Linked DNA regions of Ovis aries: region 2 is linked to region 1. The links are chromatin contacts, called in public Hi-C maps. All regions are on one chromosome and are shown on one strand. Each heading gives the region's core, a stretch centred on a gene start, on an enhancer-like site or on the middle of the called end of the contact. The rest is flanking DNA. Distances are from core to core; before and after follow the strand shown.

Region 1 (6,940 bases), core at 1,538-4,037:
TTGTACTCTGTAAGCAGGATACAAGCGTTCCATTATCCTCACACAAGCCATGGGCACGTACAGGGTCCCGAATGTGTAATGCCAACGTACTCGCTACACAACACTCAACATTTTCACCATCATGCCTTTATACATGGTTAAAAATAAAAAGTAGGGTAGGCTTTAGAAAGACCACAGCTAAGGAAACAGGGGTACCAAACTCGTTTTCACTTTACAGTTTCTACATAGCGTAGAAATGGCACTGGATTTGGAAACAAAAGCAATAGATTCTGGTCCAAGGTAAGCCACTCAAGTGCGGTGTGATTCTGAACAAGTCATACACCCTCTCTGAGCCACAGGTGCCCTGTTAGTTACCATGACACTAATGCAGAGCTCACAGTTTCACAGTTATGCTCACAGGGCTCCACAGGGTGGGGGTGGGGCACTACAACCATGAAATGCTAATCAACTGTAAAGTGAGGCCCAACCTTCATCTCTCAGGGGACAATAACCCTGATGGGCCTTGACACACAACTCGGTGAGTTTTGAGTGGTCAGGGGAACACAGCCTCCAACGGCCTTTCGAGTCTCACCCATATGGTACCTGGATGTAGGACGGAAGGGGTCCTCCGCAGGAGGGCACAGCAAGCCTCAGGGGTGAGGGGATTTTCACTCTCTTTTGAGAATGCAGTCTCTTTTCTAAACAAGCAGGCTGGGTTGAGGGAGGGGAGACTAAGAGAGGATGCTAGGCTTCCGGGCAAGTCTGAGGTCAGGGACTAGGACTCCAAAGTCAGTTTCCTCCTAGGTTCGGGTAAGGCTAGTGCCCACCCGACTCTCGCCGGGCTCTCAGCCTGATGTCCCAGCGTTCACTCCTCTCTCGGCGCCGGGCCGAAAAGTTGAAGCAAGAAGCGTGAACTTTCCGGTTTCTGAGCTGAGCAGGACTGCGCGGAGCTGGAGCCTGCGGGGCCGGGCTCTCTGCGCCCGCACCTGAGAGAGCGCTCGGGGCCGCCAGCGCTCGCCCCCTGACCGCTCTTCCTCTTCTCAGCGCAGGAAGGAAGCAGCAGCCGGCACGCAAGTCCCAGCGGCCAGGGGCTAGCTCTTCAACCCGCCGGGCGCCTAGGACGCATCCCTCCCAGCCCCGATCTCAGGTTTGGTGCAAACCTGCGCCTTCCGCTGCCCGGCCCGGGCTCATCCAGGCGAGCCCGGGGGAGCGGGGAGGGCGGCTCCTCCCCAGCCTCGGCCCCCAGAAAGGCGCGTCGGGTTAAGGAGCTGTGGAGAGGAAAGGGATCGAGAGATGTAGCAAGTGATTGTGCGGCTGCTTGTGGCTTCAGTCGAGTTCTGCGTGGAGAGGGCGTTTTCCCCACCCCTCGGAGCTCTGCAAACACGGCCGCTGCACCAGCTCAGCCTGGCGGCCGCGGGCCTCGACGCCAAGACTTGCATGCAAACAAAAAGGAGAAGGGGAGGGGCCGGGAAGAGCTGGAGCCCCCTGCGCCAGGCCGGGCGCAGCCCTCCGCAGAGAGGGGGTTTTATTAGTCGGGTTCAGCCCTGGCCTCTGGTTCTTCTTCCACCCCACCGCGACCGTACACACACCCTCCCAGCCGTCACTTAAGTGAAGGCTGCGAGTTCACTTCCTTTGTCTGGATGCTCTCAGCAGCAGCACCACCACCCCCACCTAGGCAACCTTGACGTTGACTCCTGCACGGGCTTGGGCGGCTGGTTAGTGCCCGGTGCCCGCATGCCGCCCGCTGCCCTCCCAACCCAGCCGGTACGAGCAGACGCCCCGGGGCCCAGCAGCCACGGCCGCGAGACGGATGCCCGCAGAGAGTGCAGAAGATACTCACCAGTGAATGGGGAAATAAACAGACATGAAGTCCTAGGGTAGCCTGACCCACGCCCTTGTGATTTAAACACAGTCACTGCGTCCTGGGTAAGGATGTCAGGGGCGCAGAGAGGGGCGCCAGGCTGCCGGGCGCCGGCACTGGGCGTTCGCTGGTCCGCCTCCGGGAGACAGCCCCACTACCAGCGATGTCGGCAGCGCAGACGAGCTCGCGGCCCCACAAAGAGCCCGGGAAGCGGTATTTATAGGGGCGGGGGCGGGGCTCGGCTCCAGGAGGCCACGCCCTCCCTCTCCCACTCCTGGAATAACGTCACCAAAATCATGAATGGCTTCAGCGCTCGCAGCTCCGGCTGGCGGCGGCTGGGGGGCGCGCTCGGCTCCGCTCCGCAAGGGCCGTGGTTTGCTGCAGCTTTCTAGCCCGGCCCCCACCCCACCACTCACACACGCAAACACGCGCGTGGACATGGGCACGCGCACACCCGCACGCACGCACTAGGACCTGAGTTCAATGTCAACGCCGCTACCCGCTTAACAATCCCGCAGGCGTCCGCGCCCCTCTCGCTGCACACACCCCAGGGTCTTCTGGGCTGAGGACTGTGGCGTGAGGAGGGCGCCGGGGCCCGCTCTGGACACTACCGCTCCGCGGCCGCCCTGCCCTGGGGGAGGGCGCCATCCCTCAACCAGCGCCCTCTTTTGCACCCACGCGCCGTCCCCAGCCCACACCTGGGGTTCACCCCCGCTCCCCCAGATTAGGCCTTTCCCTGGCATCCTCTCCCGCAGCACCTGGATCGCTGCGCCCGAGGCGAGGCGCGTCTCTTTTGTCCCCCGGGAAGCTGCGTGGAAATGAGAGCACAACTCCAAAAGAGGCGGTGGGAAGGTGGGAGGGTGCGCGGAGCTGGGGCGACCGCGGCGGGTCACGTTAGCTTGCAAGGGGCTGGTCTGCAGCGCTGGGAGCCGTGGAGGGTTTGATCTGGGTGAGAAAAGATGTGGTGTCGTCGTAGGGTTTTTTTCCATTGGACACATACACACTCGGCCGGCGGGCGGGGGACCGGGGGTGCTGCGGAACGCGCCGCACAAGAACACACCACCCACCAGCCTGGGCTCGCAGATCTGCTCCAAGGAGAAGAAACAAAAGAGCTTCAGCCGAACCCTCCCACCCTGCCCAGGAATTGCGGTGCCGCCGCCGGGAGGCTCTAGGGCTCTCAGGCTGCAGAGCAGCCCCCATAGCAGGGGTGGAGTCTGCCCCTCTGTGGCTGGAGTGCGTTGCTTCACACCTCTGCCTCAAAGACTCCTGTGAAATAGCTTCATAACCCTGACAAGTGTACAGAGGATGTCTGTGGGGCGGTAGGGGGAGGTGGGGAAGGAAGGTATCCCAAACTAGGTAAAATGAAGTGTATGTTGAACTCAGCTCTTTGCAAGATAGTGAATGTATTGGGTCCATATGTTTGTACTTAAAAGTAGAAACATCAGGTTTATCTCGGGTAAAGGAGGATAGGATTAACGGTGAGGTTTTGACAGTGGCAGTGTCATGAGGGGGCCCTCATAATTTGATCAACTCTCTCAAACCAACCCAAATAAAAATAATCTATAAGAATGTACAAGAATAACTACATGAAAACCAATTTTGCTCTTTTTAGTCATTCATATATATAATCTGAATAAAAACAAAGGACTTCCTGTGAAAATGTGCCTCCAGGCCAGATCCCTAGTTGCTCTTCCCAACCAGAGAAATTCAGGAGCTTCTCACCAACTTGTCCTCCACGCCTACCCCACAAGATCTATCAGAAATTGATTTCAGCTGCCAAGTACCACCTTCATTCTGCTCCTTTGACGGTAGTATCCTGCTGAGGGTGATGATGCTTCTCTGGGCAGGTGTCATGGGGGTGGGTGGGGGTCAGATTCCAAGTGTGCGCTTTCTGCCGACAGGGGGCGCTGTTTGCGCCTTGTCTGCAAGGTAGGGAAGCTTCTCAAAGGATGCCTGTGAGGGTGACATGTCATCTACTCTGCCCAAGTAGAAGCCGGTGATTGGAGACCTGGTTTCCAGCCTGGACTTTCTGGGCACCTAAACAAGAGTTCCTGAGCCAGGGCCTGGGTGCTCTCTGCCATCTCTCCTCAGTAACAATCCGTGGCAAAGCCTGGCATGAAGGGCTGTCTTACCACTTACACAACCAACAGCCCTGTGTTGAATCTTTGTCATTATTGCTTTATGAAACTCTCAAAACTCAGAAAGCTACCCCCCCCCCACCCACACACACACTTATACACTCCTTAGTGTCAAAATGGCTTCATTTGGAGAAAAGGATGGGAAGTAAGGCCCCCACCAGCAGATATCTGGCCTATCTGGTCTCTGGAAAATTTTCCTGCATTGGAGAACATTGAGGTAATTATCTTATGCTCCTCTTGGGGAAACTTTGTATTAATACCAGTTTTAGCTAAATTTCATCCATTTCTTAGGATGGAGTTGAAAGTAGTCTTTGGGTTGGGACCTCAAATCTATACTTTCCGTTTCTCCTCTGGATCCTTGTGACATATTCCTTCATTTGAAAATATGGGAAGCAGGGGGCTAAACTCTGATACAAGTATGACAGCCATGCGTGCATGCATGTGCATGCTAAGTCGCTTCAGTCAGTATCTGACTCTTTGCAACTTTATAGACTGTAGCCCGTCAGGCTTCTCTGTCCATAGGATTCTCCAGGCAAGAATACTGCAGTGGGTTGCCATGTCCTCCTGCGGGGCATCTTTCTGACCCAGGGATCAAACCAGCATCTCTGTCTCCTGCATTGGCAGTTGAGTTCTTTACCACTAGCGCTAACTGGGAAGCCCATAACAGCTATACTGTTTCTCAATTAGAATACTCTATATAGTACCTTGCAGGTTTTCAAAGCATTTCCATGATCTCAACTCTCAAGAGAACATATCAATAGAAAGATTACCACAGCACAACTTTACAAATATTCCAACTGAATCTGAAACAAATGAAGGGGTTTTCCAAGGATTACACAGCCACTCAGCTACACTGCTGTGGGTAGAGACATAGGTTATTTTAACCTGCAGGCTGACCATTTCTTCCCAATATCCCATGTGATAGGTTTCTATCGCCTTTGAATAAATGAAGAAACAGGAACACAAATGCACGAAGTTGCGTAGAGGCCCGAAACTTTAAAGCTGAAACAGACTTTCCAAATCACCGAGTCCAGTCTCCTCATTTTACAGGTAAGAAGACATCGAAGATTAAGTGGCATGTCCTAGGTTGCCAGGCTGTTAAGGGGGTATAGATGGAAACTGAACACAGGCCTTCAGAGTGCTGGTCAAATGTTCTTTCCACTACAACCCCACACCTTGCATTGCACTTGCCAGGAAGTCAGCAGCAGAAATCAAACACATAATCTGGTCTCTCAAAACCCTCTCAGTCCACCACCAACATTTACCAAGCATTTACTATGTGCAGAACAGGGAATTAAATACTCTTCCGTATTCCCCTTCTCCTGTCTTTATCCCCAGGAACTAGAGAGGTGAATTGCAATTATGCTTCGATAAAGCATAATCAGAACTGCCTTGCTTTCCAACATTACATAAATCCAGTTTCCCAGCTCTTTCTCCTCTTGCCTAAAATAAGAATTGAAAAAAAAAAGAATAAAAGTACTTAGCTTTATTTCTCATTAGAGCTATCTCAGGCAGCACTGTGCCATGTATGCAGGACACGTAGCTGATTATTCATTGAGGAGAAAAAGTCTCCATCCACATTCATTTAGCAAAATACTTCCACACATTATCTCCCTCTAGCTTTGCCAAAAGGCAGTATTGCTTGTCATTTGCTAGAAATGGTGGAGCTGGTCCTTACTGGTGGAGTTAGAAGGGACTTCACAATGTAAGCATGCTGCTGCTGCTGCTAAGTCACTTCGCATGCTGAGGTACACTCATCTGTTAACACCCTTATTCTTCATAAACAGCTTGAAGACAGTGGCACTATTGCTTCATTTTATAGCTAAAAAAGAGAGGGTCTGAAAGGTTAAGCAACATGACTCTCAAATGGCTCAACTAAAATTTGACTTTGGGGCTTGTCGGTTCTAAAGCCTATGTTTTCCCCACAATACAACGTTTATTCTGGCCTCTGTGATTTTATTTGTTTTAACTACTAATCTATAAACTGAATACAAAAGTGTTGATTCTAATAGCAAAGATCAGGACTACTTTGTGTCCATCCAGTGGGCTACAGCTGGCAGAATAAACAAATTTCCTACCCTGGGGATCCAGGAACTTCTCAAGGTATCCATCAAAGGCTTAGGGCTTAAAAAAAAAAAAAAAAAAGTGAGTGGGAGATGGGGAGTTTCTAGCCTTTTTCAGTGAAACTCATTTGAGTGTATAAGAAATCTGAAAGGCAAGAATGTGTGTGGGTTGATGTGAGGATGAAATGAGATAATGTTATGAAAACACTTGGTGAGTTGGAAAGCCCTGAGCAGATGCGCAGCTTGTTTTTAAGGTGTGGGGCGGGCAGAGGAAAGGGGTGTTCAGCAGACATGATTGCATACGCTTCATTTTCTCACTTAGTTCAACCACAGACTGCCCCATTTTCCCCTGGAGCCCCTTGACTGAAATTTCCAGCTTTGGGGGCGGTGGGGGAGGGCAGACATCAGAGGCAAGCGGAGAAGCTCTGCCTGGTGGGCATTGCTGTGGCCCCAGCAGCACAGCAGCTCGCCTCAACATCCCCTGGAGTTTTTGGTGCCTCCCAGCATTCAGCTGGGTTCTGGGCACACGATGAATGAGCAGGCCTGAGAGTGTGGACACACTTTCCCACCTCACCCACTAGGGACTTAGCAGCCCACCATGCAGAGCAACCCTAACCCAGCAGACAGCACCCTCTAGCCTTCCTCTGACTTTGCTGTAAGTCCTCAGCACGTTGTGTGAACTCTTGGTCTCAGGCTCTTAAAGCAATAAAGCAGGGAATAGCGTCTCTTTTTGGCTCTCAGGGTGCTAATAAGGCCGAGAGAAATTGCTTCTATAAATGCTCAAGAGGGAAGTGCTTTGCATCCTCCCCTCAGAGCTCTGCAGCCCAGTATAAAGCCCGTGGATGCTCTTGCTGTGTGCCATCGTGAGAGGAGCCTTCATTGTTCTGCCCAGATTGCTC
Region 2 (6,940 bases), core at 2,359-4,858, 110 kb before region 1:
GAATCTGCCTGCGATCCCTGGTCCAGGAAGATCTCACATGCCTTGGAGCAAGTAGGTCTTAGTGACACAACTACTGAGCCTGTGCTTTGCAACAGGAGAAGACTGTATCACAACTAGAGAGCAGCCCCGCTCTCTGCAACTAGAGAGAAGCCCACGCAGCAAAGAAGGCTCCAGCACAGCCAAAAAGAAGTACAAAATTGTTTTTAAAAAGTTGCTTGGTTTTCCATTGTGTTTTTTGAGACCACTTTTCGGTAGTGAGAATATATATGATCTTAGCAAATTTCAAGTATACAATACAGTATTATTAATTATAGTCACCATGCTGTTCATTAGATTGCCAGACTGATAACTAAACATGTTACCAACATTTCCCCATTTCTCCAACCCCAAGCCTCACTGCCTTTGGTGTCATAATTATCCAAGTGCTGGGAAGGTCCTGCAGGCCACTGAAGAGAAGTGAGAGAAAGCATACAATTTTTGCTTGCTTATGTAGGTGCCCTCAACATACATTATGTATGTTTCTAAAACTATCCACTCTCGCCTCCAGCACAAATTAAAAATGAAGTCTAGAAATTGTTTATCTAAGCTTAAATAGCTGTAAAGAGTTTGATTTCTGGCATGTTATAAATATTGACATTTAAAACTAGATGTTACCTCACACTTTTAAATTTATCCCATGAAATATACCATCTATGATTTAATACCCACTGTTATCCACTTAAAAATGTATGAAAAAGCTCATTTAACAGTCAGAAATTTTGCATCTTTTTATCTCTTTGAACGTGTGTTAACTATTCCCACTTCTTCCACAGATTTCTATCTCGACATATTATTTTTGATGCTTCAGAGTATGTTATTGATCACATTTAAATAAATGGAGAAAGCTATTTTTAACATTTAATACGTTTTCTCTTTGCTCTCATAGGACTCTTCCTCGAGTGCGCATTCTTTGATGAAGTAGTAGGAAAGAAAAGCAAAGTCATTAAGTGAAAATTGTTATTGCTCCCACCATCATTGCAAGAGTATTGCAGACTCTGTGGCTATGGAAACTTCCAGAGAATTGTTTCCTAATTTGTGTCCCCTCCCTCTTTTGCAAAGTGGGGAGAGTCGAAGCATGTGACTTCTGTCTTGTTCTTAGGTAATTCCATTTTAGGAAAGACAGTCCACGGAAGTTGAAGATCTGGAAAGGACTTTCCTGATTACTATTTTTGCCTGATTACCCTCTGGAATGTCCTTTGTTATCCCAGTTAGAGGACAGCTGATTTCGAACTTGAACTCCAGCTTTGCCATTTGCTAGGGTGTTAGGTAACCCCAGCAAATTATCAAACTTGTGGTTTTCTACAGAGGATTGTTATTAGAATAAAGTGAGGTTATAAGATTTCTGCTGCAAAGTAGGCTCTCAGTTAAATAACATGGCTTCTCAGGGACACATTTTTCACTATGGAATGTGGATGAAATTAGGATATGTCTCATTATTATCAGGGTGTATATTTGATGGGGTAGGGGTTTCTGCCCCAAATCTGTTACTTATGGTATGTCTTACAATCGGTGATCACATGGAATCAGAGATATGGGGGAGCCTCCATCCTTCTGGCTTGTCTTGTCCTCAGTCTGGCTTCTTTTTGGTGGCCAGGGTCAAATGTTGCTTGCGTTTGCTTAATCATACTCTGAATGGGCCTCACTGGCTTGGGGACCAGTTCTGCAGTGATGGCATGTGACGACTCCTGGATGCTTTTCCTGGGTGGTGGCGATGGCTTGGAGCTCCTCAGCCTGTAATTTCTGTTGCTCTCTTTTCGTCCACCGGAACTGTGAGTGCCTCTACATTTCATCTGATGTTTGGTTTTTCCTCCATAGCTTTGTGAAAGTTTTCCCCGCAATTTTCTTTGATCAGTTTGGCAGTTCATTGTCCAAAGGAGCTATTGACTTCCTCAGTTTGGGAGATGATACTATGCTGTTGTTATTCTTCAGTCACTAGTCGTGTCCGACTCTCTGCGACTCCATGGACTGCAGCACGCTAGGCTCCCCTGTCCTTCACTATATCCTGAAGTTTGCTCAGACTCACGTCCACTGAGTTGATGATGCCACCCAACCATCTTATCTTCTGTTGCCCCCTTCTCCTACTGCCCTCAATGTTTCCCAGCATCACGGTCTTTTACAATGAGTTGGCTCTTTGTATCAGGTGGCCAAAGTATTGGAGCTTCAGCATCCGTCCTTCCAGTGAATATTCAAGGTTGATTTCCTTTAAGATTGACTGTTTCAATTTCCTTGCTGTCAAGGGACTCTCAAGAGTCTTCTCCAGCACCACAGTTTGAAAGCATCAATCCTTCAGTGTTCAGCTTTCTTTATGGTCCAACTCTCACATCTGTACATGACTACTGGAAAGACCATAGCTTTGACTGTAGCTTATAGACTATTTCTGTGTATTCCCTATCGTTTGGAAAAAACAGTCAACTAGAGTGAGGTCTTAACATTGACCCCTGTGAGACATGACTCGAAGTCACAGCCCATGTCCCTGCCTTTGTTCCTGATCCCACCCAAAGGGCCAGGCCTCCAGTGTCTTTCCCTCAACTACTGTACAAGGTTAAGGGTCTTCCTGTGTCCCTTCTTTCCTCTTTCCAATTCTTTTTCCACACAGCAGCCAGAGTAATCTCTTTAAAAGTATAAAAACCAAATCATGTTTCTTTGCTGCTTTGAAAACTTACCTTGGCATTCCAGTGCCTTTAGAAACAAAGTCAAACTCTTTATCTTGATGGACAAAGTTCTCCACACTCTTCCTCCTCTCTCTCTCTTCTTTCTCTTGAGACCCTGTCCTCCTCGTTCCCTAACAATGAGCTGAGGCTGGCTAACACCAGCCTCCTTCTTTCCTGACACAGACCCAGTGCTTTCTTGTTTTAGGGCACCAGCTGACACCATAAAGACTGCTTCTATTTTGTCAAGTTTTATTAGAACAATAGCAATACAGACCATTGGGGACTATGACACCTCCTGTGTTTACTATCTGGCTTTGACAGAGAAAAGTCTGCTGACCCCTGTGTTGGGCTTTTGACTTTGCCTCAGGCTTTCCCCCAACATTTGGTCCAGCTGGCTCCTTGACTTTGAATTCAAATAGAGCTTCCTTGACAACTTTGCTTCAGTAGAAGCTTGCCCCTCAGTTCCCACAGTCACTCCCATCCCGCTATCCACCATTCACTCTGCTTCTGACTTCTAGCACTTTCCTCAACTTGGTATCACATATTTAGCTAGTTAGTTAGTTACCTGTTTATTGTCTGTTTCCTCCCCTTATCACACGAAGCTCCACGAGGGCAGGGACCATGGCTGTTTTGCTTGTATTGTGCCCCTGACAGCTCCAAGTGCCTGCTTTTACTAATAAACTCCTGGAACTGACTTGACCTTTCAAAGTGGTTCCCTTCTGCCTCACCACTGCCCTTGTCTGTGCCTCAGTCCAGCGACTCTTCTACTGCTGAGAACAGGGTGGGGGCATTGATGCTCTCAGGGACAGGTGTGTTGACTTCATGAAAACATCCCCTGGGCTCCTGGTGTGGGAGCACCCACTGCAGATGGCTGCTGGAGCAAGCCCTCCGCGGAGGCACCTGTGGTTGCCTCCTTCACAGCCACCAGGGGGCCGTGCCACCTTCCAGGTGACTCCTTCCTAACTTCCCCAGAATGCAGCTTGACTGGTCTCTGCTGAGCTGGGAATTCAGGCGAGTAGCAACCGCTCAAGGGGATGGAGGAAGCAGGCCTGGCATCCCTCCGTGGGAGCCCATGGACACATTAAACACATCGGCCTGAGATGCAGAAGCAAGCACAGCGGCCTCAGATATGCACGGGCAGCCATGGGGTGGAGCGAGCAGAGCAGGAAGTGGCTTAGAGAACCACTCCCTCTGCTTCACAGATGAGAACACGGAGACCTAGAGAAAGGGGGTGGCTGGTTAAAATTAGAGCCAACTAGGACTCAGGTCTGCCCATTCTCCAGTTCTGCTCCTCTAGGCTGTTTTTCTGGACAGTATCTAGAATAGCAGAACACAGGTGGGATTTTTCTGGAAAACTTTGATGGAGAAGGCTTGAAAGAACACTGGATTTAACCTCAACAGACCTGGGCACCCAATAGCTGTGAGGCCAAGGCTATGGCGCCATGCCTCTCTGAGCCTCACTTTCATGTCCATAAATTGTAAAAAGAGTCCCTGAATTGCTGGAAAGTTTTGAGGATTAAATGAAGTAATACTTAAGATGTGCCCAGCAAGTACCAGACACCTAGTCAACATGTGGACATTCCATTGATATTAGTTGAATTTTGAGCAACCAAGATGGCAGAGGAAGATGTTCAAATATCCATGGGTTATAATGGCCAGCTGTGATAATAACAATAATCACAACTGAATCCCCAGCAGGAAGAATCCATTACACATGTTCCTTTCCCATCCCATTCCCTCCATCCCCACCTCCAAGAAGGTCAATACAGCTACTGATTCTGGGCCACCTTTGGTAAATAACAGAAATGAATGTTTAACTCTGGATCCAGGAAATTTCCACAATTGGGTTTTGCAAGGGTGATGGTCTCTACTCCACACGTCTTCTGAGAAATCAGGGTGTGTTTTCCTAACATTTTACCATCTGGGATCCAGGCCTCAGCCATTCCCAACCCAGCTCTTGTCTTGGAATATGTCCCTAGGAAAGGCATCCCACCCTCTCTAGGCCATTCTATCATTGTCTAGTGCAATATGCTATTATTATTGTGATGATTTGCTTCCTGAGAAGGCCAGAAAGAAATGTGTCTACCCAAAATGTAGACATCTATCACCTTAGAGGATGCATGGCTGCCTAGCCTGGGGGCTAAGCAATTGCTGCCAAGGTCACAGGTTTGGTCTCATTTATGCAGATAACGTTTCCTCCCTCTTCCCTGGCCAGGTAACCATCTGGGAACAAGGCAGAAGGGGTTTGTGTAAATCCATTACCCATTTCTGGGAGAAGAGCTTCAACATATGGGCTGAGGATGGCTGGCTATTATTGTCCTCTGTGAGCTAAAAGGACACGATAAAAAATGTGTTCATGCAGAGACCCTTGAGACCTCAGAGTGTCCTGCTCATCTCAGATCCAGGTTGTCCAGCTGTGCTCTGAGGGATTCCCGGTGCAGAGAAGAATGCAGTGGGGAGTAGGGTTGAGCCATGCATCACCCTCCTTCCAGAGAAGTTCTACTTTTAGCTATTTGTACACTGGGCATCTCTGTAAGATTGCATTTGAACAGAAACTTTTGCAGTTAAAAATCATGTTGAAAACTGGTGCATTAAGTGAAAGTGTTAGTTACTCAGTCATGTCTGATTCTTTGCGATCCCATGGACTATAGCCCACCAGGCTCCTCTGTCCATGGGATTCTCTGGGCAAGAATACTGGAATAGGTTGCCATGTCCTCCTCTAGGGGATCTTCATGACCCAGGAATTGAACCCACATCTCCCGCATTGCAGGCAGATACTTTACCATCTGAGCCACCCGGGAAGACCGTGGTGCATTAAATAATGCACCACCAGCCTTTGTTCTAGGTGATCTCTGTGTCATCTTGTGACATATGCTTTTCCTCATAACCATTTCAGTAGGTGTTGTTAATCCCATTTCACTGGCGAGGATACCAAGGCTCAAAGAAATGAAGGAATTGGCCCTAAGCACCAAAGAAGGAAGGAGCCTAGGACTGGAGCCCAGGGCTGCCTGGCTGCAAGCATTCTCTCTGGACCCTACAGAGTGATATCAGAGCATGAGGGAAATAACATGAGACTTTGTGCTAGAGATCTGAGTTCAAGTTGGGCTTTGGCATCTTCCTACCCAAGCGGTCCCTGACTAGACATTTTACGTGTTCTGAGCCTCATTTTCCTCCTCCACAAAATGGAATGATGATAACGCCAGTGAGAGGAGGCATGCACCACCTCAAACCCTCGTGGCATTCTTTGTGTGACGTCTTGGGAAATAACCCAGACCGCCTCCCTGAGGACCCCTTACTCTCCAGTGAGCTGGGGTGGGCACTGCAGCCAGCAGACTCCCTGAAACAGTCTGGGGGTTGCAAAACTGCAAGGGCAGAGTCTCCCTGGCGGTGAGGGGGTGGGGGTGGGGGGTGCAGAGCCCTTAGTCACTAGCAGGCTGGGGCTGCGGGCCAGGCTCAGGCTCAAAGTGACAGCTACTCTCTGGGGTGAGACAGACAGCCCTTCACCCTGCAGACCTCTTTAATTAGCTGGGAGCCTTGGAGCAATACCTTTCTCGGGTGCTTATCAGTGCTTCCTGATAAAGTAATTAATGGATTTCTCTTCTCCACTGAGCATTTTCCTGCCCCCAGAGGGCTGTGCTGGGAAGGAAGGTGCTAATTAGTTCCTGTGTGATTATCTGGTTGAAGCAACTGCTTCAAGTCTCTGCAAATCATTCTCAGCCCTCACCCTCTCTGGAGTGAGACTCCAGCTCCCTCTTGATCCCTTTTGCTGGCTGCCAGAGCTGCCCACAAAATTCAGCCTCTTCTGCAGACAGTCCCTCTCTCTCTCTTGCTGCCGGCATCTGCAGGTGGCACCCGGGGGCCCAGGGCCCTGCCTCCAGCTTGTGAGCCATCACCAGGAAGCTCTCAGAGAGGTTCCTGGAAACACTTCAAAGCCAGTCCGGATTATCTAAGTCTGCCTCAAAGAAAAGAACAAGCAAGGGCGGCAGGGTGGTGTGGAAAGAGCTCTCAGCTGGGGCCAGAGAACTGGATCTGCGTTGAGTTGCATGACCTTGGATAAACTCTGCTTCTTCTCCTTATCTCAGTTTCCTTAGCTATTCCAGGAAAAAAAAAAAAAAAGGAATAAGTCTGTAATCAGGGATGGCAAATTCCCAATGCCAACTGTGAGGAACCGGCCACAGTTCTGCTCTGACTTGAGAAAATAATGAAGCCACCGCTAACCTCAGTGGGTAGACGGAGTTGAAGAGACAGAC

Evidence for each region. Hi-C and Micro-C count contacts between places; a contact is called where the count stands out from the background.
Region 2: a contact with region 1 is called in a Hi-C map of blood, with 3 times the contacts expected there. The contact joins the enhancer-like site here to the promoter of LBH in region 1. A contact is called at or near these places in 2 of 16 Hi-C or Micro-C datasets (both in blood).

The regions. Positions count from the first base shown.
Region 1 is chr3:37,077,228-37,084,167 of ARS-UI_Ramb_v3.0, reverse strand. It overlaps LBH (LBH regulator of WNT signaling pathway), which reads right to left and starts at 2,787. Exons shown (of 3, transcript XM_060413843.1): 1 at 2,599-2,787.
Region 2 is chr3:37,187,514-37,194,453 of ARS-UI_Ramb_v3.0, reverse strand. No RefSeq gene overlaps it. Among named protein-coding and RNA genes, the nearest start is that of LCLAT1, 110 kb to the left of the region's middle. Within about 2 kb of position 3,608, at least 7 of the 54 cell types and tissues checked have an H3K27ac peak or open chromatin away from gene starts, as enhancers often do.